Regions from separate parts of the Sus scrofa genome. Here region 1 is linked to region 2. Evidence: chromatin contacts called from public Hi-C data. All regions are on one chromosome and are shown on one strand. The core of a region is the stretch at or near the end of the contact, and the rest is flanking DNA. Distances in the headings are between cores, read along the strand shown.

What was found. A called contact is a pair of places that touch in the nucleus more often than the background predicts.
Region 1: a Hi-C map of fetal skeletal muscle shows a contact between it and region 2, with 4 times the contacts expected there. The contact joins the promoter of TCF4 here to the enhancer-like site in region 2. A contact is called at or near these places in 3 of 5 promoter capture datasets (fetal liver, fetal skeletal muscle and liver), 12 of 47 Hi-C or Micro-C datasets (alveolar macrophages, brain, embryonic fibroblasts and 7 more) and 1 of 2 datasets of contacts at active chromatin or transcription factors (skeletal muscle).

The regions. Positions count from the first base shown.
Region 1 is chr1:105,077,225-105,084,527 of Sscrofa11.1, reverse strand. It overlaps TCF4 (transcription factor 4), which reads left to right and starts at 4,609. Exons shown (of 20, transcript XM_021093491.1): 1 at 4,609-5,169. It overlaps LOC110256984 (a long non-coding RNA gene), which reads left to right. Exons shown (of 3, transcript XR_002339086.1): 3 at 1,460-1,541.
Region 2 is chr1:104,724,181-104,730,434 of Sscrofa11.1, reverse strand. It overlaps TCF4 (transcription factor 4), which reads left to right. Exons shown (of 20, transcript XM_021093491.1): 16 at 3,863-3,998; 17 at 5,646-5,808. Among named protein-coding and RNA genes, the nearest start is that of CCDC68, 250 kb to the right of the region's middle. Within about 2 kb of position 3,989, at least 20 of the 83 cell types and tissues checked have an H3K27ac peak or open chromatin away from gene starts, as enhancers often do. A contact at or near this core is called in brain, fetal skeletal muscle, skeletal muscle and 1 more, where this site is marked.

The DNA of each region.
Region 1 (7,303 bases), core at 3,360-5,859, 350 kb before region 2:
AGACAAGGGCAGGAATAGAGTTCCAGAGAAGAAACGAAGATGTTATGCAGAGCACATTTTGTCTGTACTCTAGAGGTCTCACCTTCCTTTGTGTGAACTACAAGTTTAAAAGTTCAGCATAGGGAGTTTCTGTTGTGGATCAGTAGATTAAGAACCTGACTAGGATCTATGAGGATTCGGGTTTAATCCCTAGCCTTGCTCAGTGGGTTGAGGATTCGGCATTGCCATGAGCTGCAGCATGGGTTGCAGATGAGACTTGGATCTGGAGTTGCTACAGCTGTGGCATAGGCCAGCAGCTGCAGCTCCAGTTCGACCCTTAGCCCAGGAACTTCCATATGCCATGGGTGCAGCCCAAAAAATAGAAAAAGAAAAAGTTCAACACATGCAGCTTTTTTTGCAGCAACTGGCTGAGACCTACAGCCATGGCACGTGTCACTGAGCTGTAAGCAGGAGCATAGGCCACCTGTGTTTAAATCTCAGCTCTGCCATATAATAGCAGTGTGACCTCAGGAAATTTGTTGTGCCTTCAAGCCTCAATTTCTAAATCTTGGAAATGTTATAATAGTGAAGCGATACAATGACACCACCTTTTATTATATTCATAATAATGAAGAGGCTGTCCCCGTGGTTTGGCAATTTAAGGCAATTATCCTTGCTATCTTTTGGGTCTGGGATTCAGATGTCAAGGGGCCAGTGGTCTGTTGCAAATCAAACTGAATATTCACCAGCAACATTTACCAACAGTGAAATCAAGCTAAAAATGAAACCTTAAGAGAAACTGGTTTGAAATTCTTCATTCCCTTAACAAATAATAATATAACTATTATTATGTGCCAGACACATAGAGGGTACATAGGGGGAACAAGGTTCATTTGTCCCTGCATTTTTGTATCTATAGTCTGCTGGGAGAGATGGGCAGTATAGAAGTAAATATATCAACAAAAGGATCCCAACTGGGGCAGTTTCCACAAAGGACACAAAAATGAATGGGTGGCAGAGAATAATAAGATGGGGTGCTTAATTTAGGCAGAATGGTTAGAAATGACTCCAGGAGAAGGTGATATTTAAACTGACACTAGGAGAACAATAAGGAGCCAGCCTATGAACAACCAAGGGAAAGAATCATAGGACCTGCAAATGCAAAGGCCCTGGGGTATGCGGGACTGTTTGTGTATCATAAAGCTCTGGACTTCTTTCACTCACACCAACTGGATCCTTCCCCTTCTATCCTAACAGCTGCTTTTCTGACTCAGCTTCGCAGTATGTTTGTGGCTCCAGTTTGGGGTCCTGGAGGGTTGTGCCCTTTTGATACATCAACCTCAAAATATGCTAGGATAGCCCTCCCTTTCCCACACATCTGCCACAGGCTGTATCTTGCTTACGATGACTTCGCCATTCCATCAAGGTTGCCTTTGACAATTATATCATTCTGATTTCTTTACCTCTGTTTTTGCCTCAGGTCCTGAGAGAATAGCTGCTGACATAGGAAGACACCCAAAAATTATTTGCTGAATTTTGAGATGAATTTCATTAGATCATCAAAGATCTGATTGTGTGTGTATGTGGTTTTGTCTGCTTATTTATTATAAACCTGGAGAGGAGAAAACTGGATGAATTTGAAGGAGAATGTCATGACATTCTGGACTGCCACTCAGTTCTTAGAGGGCTACTCCAGGCTCTGTAACTCATTAGCAATGTGACCCAGGATGAGCCATTCCACTTGAGTCTTGACATCTTTCACTCAAATGAAGGGTTTGGTCCAGGCACCCTTCAATGTCTGTTCTTTACTATGACTCACTGGGTTTCAATACTTGCCACTCCTTCCACACTCCTATGAAAGAAATACTATCTTTAGGCATCAACTCCCTTTATGCAATAGTGATGCCTCACATTGGATTGGAATTTGTCATTTGCAGAGCACTTTCATCTCCACTACTGCATTTGATTTTAAGCAGTCAGATAATGTATTGAGGACAAGTTAATTTTTTTATGTCTGACAAGATGTGAAACTTGCCCAAGGTTACAATGGGTGAAAAAAGGGGAATGACAATGTACATACGCTCCTGACTATACGGCACAGTAAATTAGATAGAATCTCTGGCCCAAGGGAGTGGAACAAATTGTTGACCCCTTTAAGAGTAGTCACTACTTTTTTTTTGAATGATAAGGACTGTTCTGAAATGCTGAAATTCAAAGCTCTTTTCGTTGTTGCTGTTTTCTAGTTAAAGTGTTTGGTTGTAAGGATCAGAAAAGTACTCAGGTTAGCTCAGTTAGGAAAGGGGAGTGGTTCAGGGGTCAGTTATCTTTGGACAGGAGGTAAGTTAATCCTCAAATAATTGGGAAAGTATCAATAAGCATTTCTTCCCAGGACTAAATTGTCTGCTTTTCTCCCCAAACTTCCAAAATCTTTCTTTCTCATCTGAAGAGAAGTTTCCTCTGCTTAGTCATACTTTTTGTTTCCCCATAACCATGGCTCTCACATGGCTTGGCTTCCTGGCACCACAGCCCGGGTCAGCTGACTCCAACATCTTAGATCCATCACTCACTATAGACACTGCCAATCTCTTCCTCTTTTAGTTCCGATGGTCCAGTCAACTCAGGTGGGTGGGGCTGGGTCAGAAAAGAGTCATGCGATACCCCCATCAAGTTCTACCGTTATTATCGGGATTTATGAACAGGTTCCTAGGGAAAGGATTCTGTAGGTGATGGAGCAGCTACCCCAAAACATATCTGCTACATTTCCCTTTCTATCTTAAGTTCCTCTGGATTCTATCGTCTTCTAAGGTACCACCAGTCTTCATAAGCATACTTATTCTTCTGATGTTTCAGGGAAAAAAAAAAAAATTCAAATCTGTCCCTTAGTTAAAAAATAGGAAGAACAGTTGCATGGTTTTCTGACTGTAGGGTGCAGTTAAAAAAAAATCAGTAGCCAGCAACTGGGGTGCATTTAGGTCCTAGATGCTCCTCCCATTGATTTCTGGATGGATATATTCCTCTTGAAATTCAAGGGAAGGGGGAATCTTAAAATTTGGAAACTAGAAGGAATCTTATGGGATTATCTAATCTGTTCTCTGCATTTAACAGTAAAAGATACTGACATCAAGCCTTAGGTCCCAGGGCTGATTAGAGGTAGAGCCAGTAGAATATTTCTCCTAAACAAACGTTTGTGATTTTGATTACATCATCTCAGTGTAGCCGATAGAGAATCTGAGAATCAGAGATAGTGCTTGTGATAATGCAGCATAAAGTAGTGTCTAAATGTAAAATTTTATTTTAAGATAAGAACACGGAATGGGTAGGAAAGACAGAGATCTGCACAGTGTGTGAAGAGACAGGAAACAACCTATAAATGCCCCAATTCTTGTTCCCTAAAATTTGCATATGAACAAAAGATCATGAAAATTGATCAGAACTCTTGTCACTGGCACAGAATTGCATTGCATCAGAAAATGGAGATTAGGACGTTCCCATTGCCAGATGGTATAGGAATGTGGCTGGATGTTGACTCTAATTGAAGACAGCCTGCCTTCCAAGGTGGGCGCTATCACTTAATAAAGTTGTGTAATTTAGGCAAGTTTGTACCACTTCCTAAATGGCCCTGGGTCAAGTAGTAGCACAAACTCCACAGAGTCACTCTCAGGATTGAAACAGCTAATATTTGAGAAATTCTTAGAACAGTGTCTGGCACATAGTAAACATGTAAGTGCTAACCTGTCATCATTACTTGCATTTCTCCAGTGGGAGGACTAAAAGCTATTATTTTGGAGTAATCTCCATTTCAAATCCCATGGGCTAGATTAGAGATATCAGTTGGTTTAGCGAGGAATTAGAGATGGAAAGGGAAGATTTCTTTCGGGGCGGCTCTATCTTTATCCTTCTAAGTCGTAGGAAATTCATAAAGCGGGCGTTTGTTATTTGCATTGCACAGACCAGAAAACTGGCTAGAGAAGGTAGAACTCTGGGCCAGAACTACACGTTGAGTAAGGAGTGGGTCACGGTAAAACTGGTCTCAGTTTAAAGGGAGTAAAGGAACATCTTCTCCCAGTAGACTTCTGGACTTGAAAAGTTCTCACTTTTCCGGGGGTGCCTAGAAAAAAGGGTGAGGGCCCTGCAGGAGAGGACCCACATTGCTCTCGAAGCCCAGGCGCTACAACTTGGCTCAGTGGCCTCTTTCTGCGTCACCCACGCCTCGCTAAGAGCACCAGCTTCACTTTGCAGGAGATCCAGGCTCGACCTTTCCGTTGGGGAGGCCGATGTGGCCTCTCTCGGCCTCCCTTTCCCGATCCTCCCTCAGGGTATCTGACTCCTCTGTGCAAGTCTTAAAGAGTTTAATTACTTAATTGATTTGCAAACTACACTTTGGAGTCAAAGAACTGAGAAGGGAAAGCACCGGGAACTTTAAGCAACGCGCAGGAGCACAGGGCCCGCGAATGGCTCCAGCCTCGGGAGCCCTGGCAGTTCAGCCCTCACGCGCGACGCCGGCCTGAATCCAGCCACCCACCTCCCGTTCCGGAGGAGGCGTGGCCCGCACGCGCCGCCATCTTGATCGCCTCTCTAGGCGCTCTGTTTACTACTCTATGGTCGCCCGCTCCCGCCCCGCCCCTCCCCAGTCATTGTCTGGAGGAGCAGCCGCGGCCGCAGCGCCTTCTCTTTATAAGCCCGCAGTGCCCGGATGTGAATGGATTACAATGTATCTTTCAGGGAAACCTATTATTATCAATGTGACTCCACAGGGGAGTCAATGGTGATGATGATGAGGAGGAGGAGGATGATGATGATGAGACACCTCTAAACTTGGAACAAGTTTAAGACTTTATAAGAGGAGAAGAAAAAAAAGCACCACCAAGACTTGTTTGAGGAAAAATCATAACTATCCTGTATTGCTATTTTTTATAAACAATAAGAAAAAGTTGTCGGATTTTTTTTTTTAATGATTTCTTTTTGGGGGGAGGGAATTTTGTTGCAGTTTTATGGTGGAAAATGCAAAAACCAGAGCCAGGTGCATAATCTTGTATTTTGTGGATATCCCTGGAGCAGAACTGAGTACCAGTTAAAATACTTTTTTGGGGGATACACATGTGAGATACTAAGTACTTGCAGAAGATTTTTGTCTCTCTTTTTAAAGTCACTTTCCTTGGAATATTGTGAGAATATTTGTGGCCATTTAAGGTAACGTTACAATTTGCTGTCAGAGTAAACTGTTTGTAATTGAATTTAATTTTTAAAATGTAGATCCCAGTGTTTAATTAAAACAAAAGGAACGACCTATTAAATAATTGCCAATGAGAAAAAGTGTGTGCATGCATTCTGTGTATGTACTCGCACCTCTAGCAATAACAGGGTTTATAAAGTGTGTGTTTTAACCCATGTTAAAATAGCGTATGTTGGATATACTTGATAAAGCACGTTTGTTATTATGAAACGATAGATTTGTGCAGCTTAATTTTAATCCTAAAAAGTGATGTGAAAAAAAGTATGTTTTAAGAGCATGCAGGGCCTGTAATGGTAAATGTTGAATTAAAAACTTAAAGTGCTGGCGAACGAGGGCTTAGCGTGCCTAGGAACTCAAGTGTAAAAACAAAACAACACCAACCCTCAAAAATTGTCTTTTATTTATTTATTTATTTTTTGGCGAAGTTAGCAGTTATACTATTCTGTGACTTTACAGGGAGGGGAAAGAAAGTATGTAATTTAGGTTTCGCCCCCAACGCAGAAGTACCGACATGAAAATCTCCCCAGCAAAATGTGGCTTGGTTTATATCTAGAAAAAGAAAAATATTGTTCCTCTTGGCAAAGTCTTTTTGCATCACGTGTATTTGCAGCCTAGTATAAACTTGCTTTGCCGTGTGTGTGGATGTGTGAGTGAGAGGGAACGAGAGTCAGAGAAAGAAAGAAGTGAGGGGATGTAAACTCGAATAAATTTCAAAGTGCCTCCGATGGATGAAACGGGCAAAAACTGAACTGTTCAGGCTTCAGATTGTAACTGACGATCTGAGGGAAAATGAGGTGCTCGATGAAATTTCGTTTGTATTTTTTTTTTTTTTTTCTTTTGCGAGGCGGGGGAGGTGTTGAGATTTTTTTTTTTCCCCTCGGGGGGGTGGGGGTGCATCCCATCCACTCCGACCCGAGCGAGCCGCGTCTCCCCGCCGGAGCCCCCCCACCCATTTCTTTGCTGAACTTGCAATTCCGTGCGCCTCGGCGTGTTTCCCCCTCCCCCCCTTCCCTCGTCCCCTCCCCTCCCCGGAGAAGAGAGTTGGTGTTAAGAGTCAGGGATCTTGGCTGTGTGTCTGCGGATCTGTAGTGGCGGCGGCGGCGGCGGCGGCGGGGAAGGAGCAGGAGCGGGCGCGGGCGCAGGCGGAGGAGGTGGTGGCGGTGGAGGCAGTGGTTAGACATGAACGCCGCCTCGGCGCCGGCGGTGCACGGAGAGCCCCTTCTCGCGCGCGGGCGGTAGGTACCGGCGCCGGCAGGGCTCGGCGGGGCCGGTGCGCGGGGCTGCGCGGGGCTCGGGCTCGGCGGCCCCGCACGCGGCTCCGCGCCTACCGAGCCGCGGGCTCCCGGCTCCTGGCGCTCCCGGCTCCCGGCGCTCCCACTGGAGACACCCCTTCCCCTCCCGCGCCTCTTCCCTCCCCCTCATGTCTAACCCCCCCTGGCCCCCCCTCCCCGGTAATGACACTTGGAAGGACCGACGACTTTGCCAGGGGCCTGACTTTAATTTTTACAACCCTTTCTTTCACAAATTAGGGTGCTGGACAATTACAGGACCCGACCCTCCACTCCGCTCCCCCCCCTTTCGCCGACCCTGTCACCCCTCCCCCTTTGGACGTGTTTTCACTCCAGAGACGCTCATCTTTAATTTCTTTATAGCTACTTTGAAACGCAGAGGGGAGTGGTGTGTGTGTGTGTGTGTGCGCGCGCGTGTGTGCGTGTGCGAGTGTGTGTGAGGGGGGTGGGGTGGAGGGTGGGGGGGAAAGTTGAGACCGGATCGTTCTGAGTAGTTTCTCTTTTCTCTGTGATCCATTCATTTCTCGCTCTACCTCCTGTTGCATAAAATGATGCGCTGAAGAGCGGCTTTTTTTTTCCCCTTCCCGGATTTGGTTTTATAGTGGATGTTACCAGTTTTGATCGTCTCTTTGGAAATACAATATCAATATCGCCTTTTTTTTTTTTTTTTTTTTTTTTGCTATTGCTGCCTATTCCATCTTAAAAAAAAAAGAAAAACCAAAAAAAAAAAAAACCCTCTTCCATCCCTCCCCCCTTTCCACCTTAATCCCACCCGCCCCCACACCCCCACTCCTAAACCCCC
Region 2 (6,254 bases), core at 2,740-5,239:
ACCTCGTGGAGTGACAAGCAGAGGCTAGATGAGGAAATACTTGTTGGATTAATAAATGGACTATTTTGATCAGTCAGTTCACAATTATTGAATAATTTTTAGATTTTAGTTCTCTTCTACTAGTATAGATATATCTGAAATCATATTGTCTGTGACAATAAGAAACTCTGTTCTTAAAGACTGCAAAAAAATTACAATCAATATTGATACAATTCACTGTTTTCGTAGGCTGCCTTTTAACTTTCAACTGTTGCTTACCTAGATGAAGAGGTTATCAAAATAGGGCTTTAATGAAGTATGGATTTTCTCAGTGCCATCCTTAGAATCACTTGGCAGGTAAAAGGAATCTGCTTTTCTTCTCATTGCATCATTATATATTTGTAGGCGGACGCACCCTGACTTTCAGATGTACAGATAATAGTATTGGTTCCTCTGTCTATTTCTGAGTTATTCTATTGATGGGCTTGTGCTGGCCATTCACTATGTCCTTTTCCTTGTCTCTTATGTGACTAGAAATCATGTTTCTGAGGAAGAAGTAAATAGGGTTAGGAAATGCTGTCTGTGGCCAAGGAAACAAGCAAAGCAAAGCTAATTCTCCAGATTGGAATGCTATTCCGGAGCCACAGGCAGTGGAATTGATCCCAGAGAATCATGCTCATTAGGTAGGTCCATGGATCTGGACCTCTCATTAGCCATTCATCTGACCTAGACTGTGCATAGTTTGCAGTATCCTTCGAATATCAAGGATAGCTTTGTTTCTAATTTACTCTATGGAAAATGATATCGTACCTGACATGATCTAAGATGATCTCCAGAAAATAGATAGATTTAGATCACATGCATGACCTAAAATCCAAAAATCTAATTGGAACATGTATCTTTGCAATCATACTTACAGTATCACTTAAGATTTTACTCTCATTGTGCAGGAGAGAGATTTCAAATCAAATGGATGTGAACAAAAGAGAGACGGTACAAAGAGGATCATAAGTGAAAGTAGCTTGAGTTCCAAGGGTTCTTGAACTGCATAGACTCTTATTTTTATGTGGTCTGCAAGTATTTTCAACTAGAATACATACAAGTATTTTGAATTATTGTGTACCAGCTGTCTTGTATACTGCTGCGCCTTGCAATAAATGTGGGACTTATTCTATAAAACTTCCAGTATTATTTTCTCCATTTTGGATTGGAATAACTTACTCTTGATTATCCAGCTAACAAAGACCATTTACAGGTAGAATCTATGCATTATTGATTCTCACTGTGGTGTGATTTTCTCTCAGTTACACTGTCTTTCATAACAGTTGAGGCCAAGAAAATAGAAAGGCGATTGGTTGTGGGTTCTTTTACCCTCTTTTAAAAATTAAATGTAATCTAGAAAGAAAGAAAAAAAGAAGAAGAAATATTGGGGAGTAATAACTGAGTGTGTTTCAATTGCAAAGTGAAATATTAACCTTAAATTGCATCTTAGCCACCCACAAAGAAGGCTTGAGAGTTTTAATAGAATGATTCTAAAATAGAAGGAGGGTACCTCTCTGCTGTGCTCACCTTCAGTGATTCCACCTTAGAATCATCCTTTGTGGAGAGAAATTAAATCCATTGGGAATGCCAGTAACTGAGAATCAGCACTTGGGTAATTATTTATGTTAACATGGATTGACAGTCTTAAAGAGCTACCACTTGATCAAGGCCTCTAAAATGCATGCCTGCAAGTTGACATCTTAGATTGAAAGGATAGTCATCGATTGAATCTGTCTTCTAAATGCACAAATGGAAAAATAGGTTCAGAAGGAAAATAAAAACCTACACAAAGCGTGAGGAATGGTTGAAGAACTGGGCATGGTCTGCCCAGAAGAGATCAGGCTTCAGTTACAGATGAAAGACGGGAGTGGCATGGCAGTGGTGTTAAATATGTGAAAAGCACTGACACTTAGTCCATGGAACTCTGGAAACTGAAACTAGAACCAGTGGGTAGAATGTATAAAGAAGTCAACTTGTGAAAATGGAGTGAGCTGCTTTGCAAGATAATCAGGGTCTCAGTGTATTTGAAATACCTACATAGAAACTAAATAACTACTGTTCAAACTGTTCTCGGAAGGGACACGGCACACAGGTGGCAGACAGCATTAGCCTCCTCAGATGTCTCAGCTACAGCATTCCTGATGCTTCCCAGCCCTTAAATCCTTTGCCCTTCTTGCTGTATTTTATTGTAACTCTTTTATACATATACTTTATTAAAGTATAGTTGGTTTACAGTGTTGTGTTAACTTCTGCTGTACAGCAAAGTGATATAGATAAATAGATACATAGAGAGAGAGAGATAGGGAGATTCTTCTTCATGTTCTTTTCCATTACGGTTTATCACAGAATGTTGAAGATACCCTGTGCTATCCACTAGGACCTTGTCGTTTATCTATTCTATCTATAATAGTTTTGTTCTTGTTGCATTTTTGAATCTGAGCATGATGTATATGACCCTTCCCTCTCCCCCCGAATTATTTTCTTCTGTACTATTTTGGAGCATATGAAGGTGACGCTTTATACTAGGCTGCCTTGAGGTAGCACGGGCTTCCTTTGGTTCTATGAGTTGCATTGTTATCAGTTCAAATTCCTACTATTTAAAAGGAGATTCTTATCTCTTTAAAAATGTTGGGTAGCAAATGGGTGAAGATTCTGCTTTGTGGTTTTATGTTTTAGATTGGAAAAAATTATACTTTTTGATTCATAGCAGTATAAATTTATAGATAGATATTTCTAATGCTAGACCTCACTGTCCTGTGTAAATGTTCACTTAACAATAGGCCAAGAAAATAAATACCTACTTGGAAATGCCAGCAAAAACACTACTCATGTTCCTTCTGGTTTGCAAGTGCTTAATGGTCTTACTTGAAGGGGTACTCTGTAAAGTCAGCAATTGCTGTCTCAGTGCTACAAATTCAACATCTCTGGACCCCAGAGTGTAGGTGGTAGTAGTAGTTAATAAAAAGCTCAGCGGTAATTTTTGCAGACCAAGGCATCATGCTCTACTCTATAATTTTATTCTTGGAAGCCTGGAGAGTGTTCACAATATGGCGTCTTCCTAGGATCAGAATAGTGAAGGAAGAAAAAAATGGAAAAATGTCCAAACATCTTTGCATGGCAATGATGGCATTACTGGTGTGTTTAATAAAACCTTTATTGGTACATTTTCCGGTATGGTGGCATTGGCAGAAACGGTCCCCCTTTGGATTTGGAACTCAGCAGCTGATGAAATACAGTAAACATTAATTTGGAATGGGCTGCCAGTTTTGGAAAGCCAGGTGACATTTTATTATATTTGTACCGAGCAGGGGCTATGTCCCATACTGCTGTAGCTTCCGCTGTCAGAGGCTTAGCTGGCATTATGGAAAAAAAAAAATGGCAGGCCTGAGAATCTTATCCCCTGAAATGAAAGTCGAATGCCAAATTGAAATTCCTGTAGGATTTCCGATAGCAATGGGGGAATTGAGAAGCCCACAATTAAGCATATGGGCATTAAGATAATTGTCAGATCTGTTGGCGGACATGATAGAAGACAGATGGGTACGAATCAGTGCGCTCCACTGCAGCACCCTGGGAGACAATTTGACGTTTTACCTGCCTGAGCTACTCTGCCATATTTGTCACTGAATGTACAGCACGGCATCTTACGGAGCTCAAAGTGTTTTTTGCTGGGGACTCTAGGTGCATATGTGGTCCTTCAGCGCCCTCTAGTGAGATGCATTTGGGAGTATTGTTTTTCAAAGGCTAGCCTTCCTTAAGTGGGTCCTGGCTGCCCCCGGAAATAAATAGCTGGCACACCTCTGGTTCCCACTCATCTCTACAGTTCCTCTCCCCCTTGCAGGTTGGGGCCCATCGTGAAGACGGCGTGGCCCTGAGGGGCAGCCATTCTCTTGTCCCAAACCAGGTTCCAGTACCACAGCTTCCTGTCCAGTCTGCAACTTCCCCTGATTTGAACCCACCCCAGGACCCTTACAGAGGTAGGTCCGCCCCGGAGGGCCACTTCTGACCTCACTGAAACAATGGATCCAGTGTTAATCCCATGCTTACTTGGCATTCATCCCTCAGGAAGCACTGGCAGAAAACCAAGAATCCATTTTGATCCAAAAAATGGTAAGTAAATGGGCAAACGGAGCTGGCTAATTGTGTTTCTTCGGTCACTGTTTTCCTCCAGCATCCTCTGAAGTCCTACGACTATTTCAGCAGGGAATGAGACAACAGACTGATGAGAGGAAATTTTATTTTAGCTATTTCCACATTGTGCTCGTTCAGGACCTCTAATGTGGTTAGTTGCAGCCTGCACATGATATTTCCAAATGGATAGGAAGGAAGGAAATGGCTTTTGTTGTGTAAGATGGACGGAAATGCAGGTACATTTAAAACATGGAACTTGGTTGGATGATTTTTGCTCTTGAGTCATCAAGCCCCTAGGACTTGTGGCAGGACCACCTCCTACCACTGACTCCCGTCAACTTTCTGTGACCTCTGGAGGTGGTGCTGCCAGGGCAAGACCTGGGTCCCAGACTCCCCATTGACTGGCCGGCTAGGTGACTAGGGGACACTTACATAACCTCTCCTCCCCCTCCTGTTGAGAATAAAAATGATAACATTGCCGCAAGAATCAATACGGGTAAGCATTTTCCCACCTCTTAGACATTGTATGCATCTGAGTGGTAATTATGTATGTGGTATGCCTGCCCATTTTTATCTGACTAGCAATACTGTGATGGTCCTTTCTTTTAAAGAGCCTTTGGGTTTTCTTTCTCTGTCCTCGACCAGCAACCATATGAGCACAACCTGAGGATCTTGGTAAAATGCCAATTTTGATTCAGTTGGCCTGGGGTTCTGCATTTCTCTTAGGCTCCCAGGAGCATAAGGAACTCCCAGGAAATAAGAATGCTCCTGGCCCACTGACCAGATTTTGAGTGACAAGATCCTAGACTTCACAGATTACAAATAGAAGAAATAGCAAATAGACACATATCTGCCCCAGAAATGAATGATTACATTAGGGCCAGAGTAGAAAATACATTTTGCTCTTAGAAAGTTAACAGTGATAAAGCTAGTAAAGTCTTCAGTGAGCAAGTAACTGCTTTCCATATGTACCATTTTTAAATGCTGATTACTCCTGGAGGATAAGAGAAGCCTAATTTCGGAATTTCATTAGGGTATCTATTGAAGCCTTGACTGTACATATTTAGCGTACTCCCTGGGAATTATATTTTAAGGACATTTTTCTATTAAATCATTGCATATGGAAGAAACTCAATATAATAGCTGATATTTACTTGGGTTCTTAATCAGAACATTGAGGTGTGTGATTTTCATGATTATGATTTTCATTGCAATTAAGTTGATGTTTTGTAGACAGTGAAATTACCATCTACTCCAAAAGATTGCAAAATAGAATTTAACCTCAGAGCCAATGCAGGGAAAACTTGTTTCCGCAGGTGCATTTTTGAAACTTCACCAAAGAGCATGAAAAAAGTGACAGATCGCAGTTCGGCAGTCTGCACTGTGGAGCTGGCAGCTCTCCAGCCTGGGGTGTGCGTGTCTGTGCATCAAGGCTTTGGTGGCCGTGTCACCTGGTCTCTCTCTCTCTCTCTTTTTTTTTTTTTTTCCTGCAGGCATGCCGCCAGGATTGCAGGGCCAGAGTGTCTCCTCCGGCAGCTCTGAGATCAAGTCCGACGACGAGGGTGACGAAAACCTGCAAGACACGAAATCTTCCGAGGACAAGAAATTAGATGACGACAAGAAGGATATCAAATCCATTACTAGGTCAAGATCTAGGTAACAGTATATAATACTGTCGCTTCATTTAATTCCTTTATTGGACTTTGATGAAGTGAACAGAACGGGAAGAAACTATTCTGTTTTTTCCTGGCAGGTAAATCTGCAGCTGAAAAGAAAAACGAAAGGCTTACTCTAGAGACCGAGCATCGTTTGAGATGCCTATACTCTAGGAAAGCTGAAACTGTCTTTGCATTTATGAATTTGGACCCAGGGCTGATAATGACACACGGCAAAAACAATTTGTAATTGATTCAAATGCAAGCAGTCGATTTGTAAAACTATGCTTAATTCTACAAATTTGGTCAGAAATGTTCTTCTGAAAATATTTCTTAAAAGAAATCTTAGCCAAGATGAAAGCTCAATTGATGTACATGCAACTGTAACTTTTTTCTTACCTCAGAAGTAGAAAAGTACTGATTTTCCAGCTTTATCCTAAACATGTT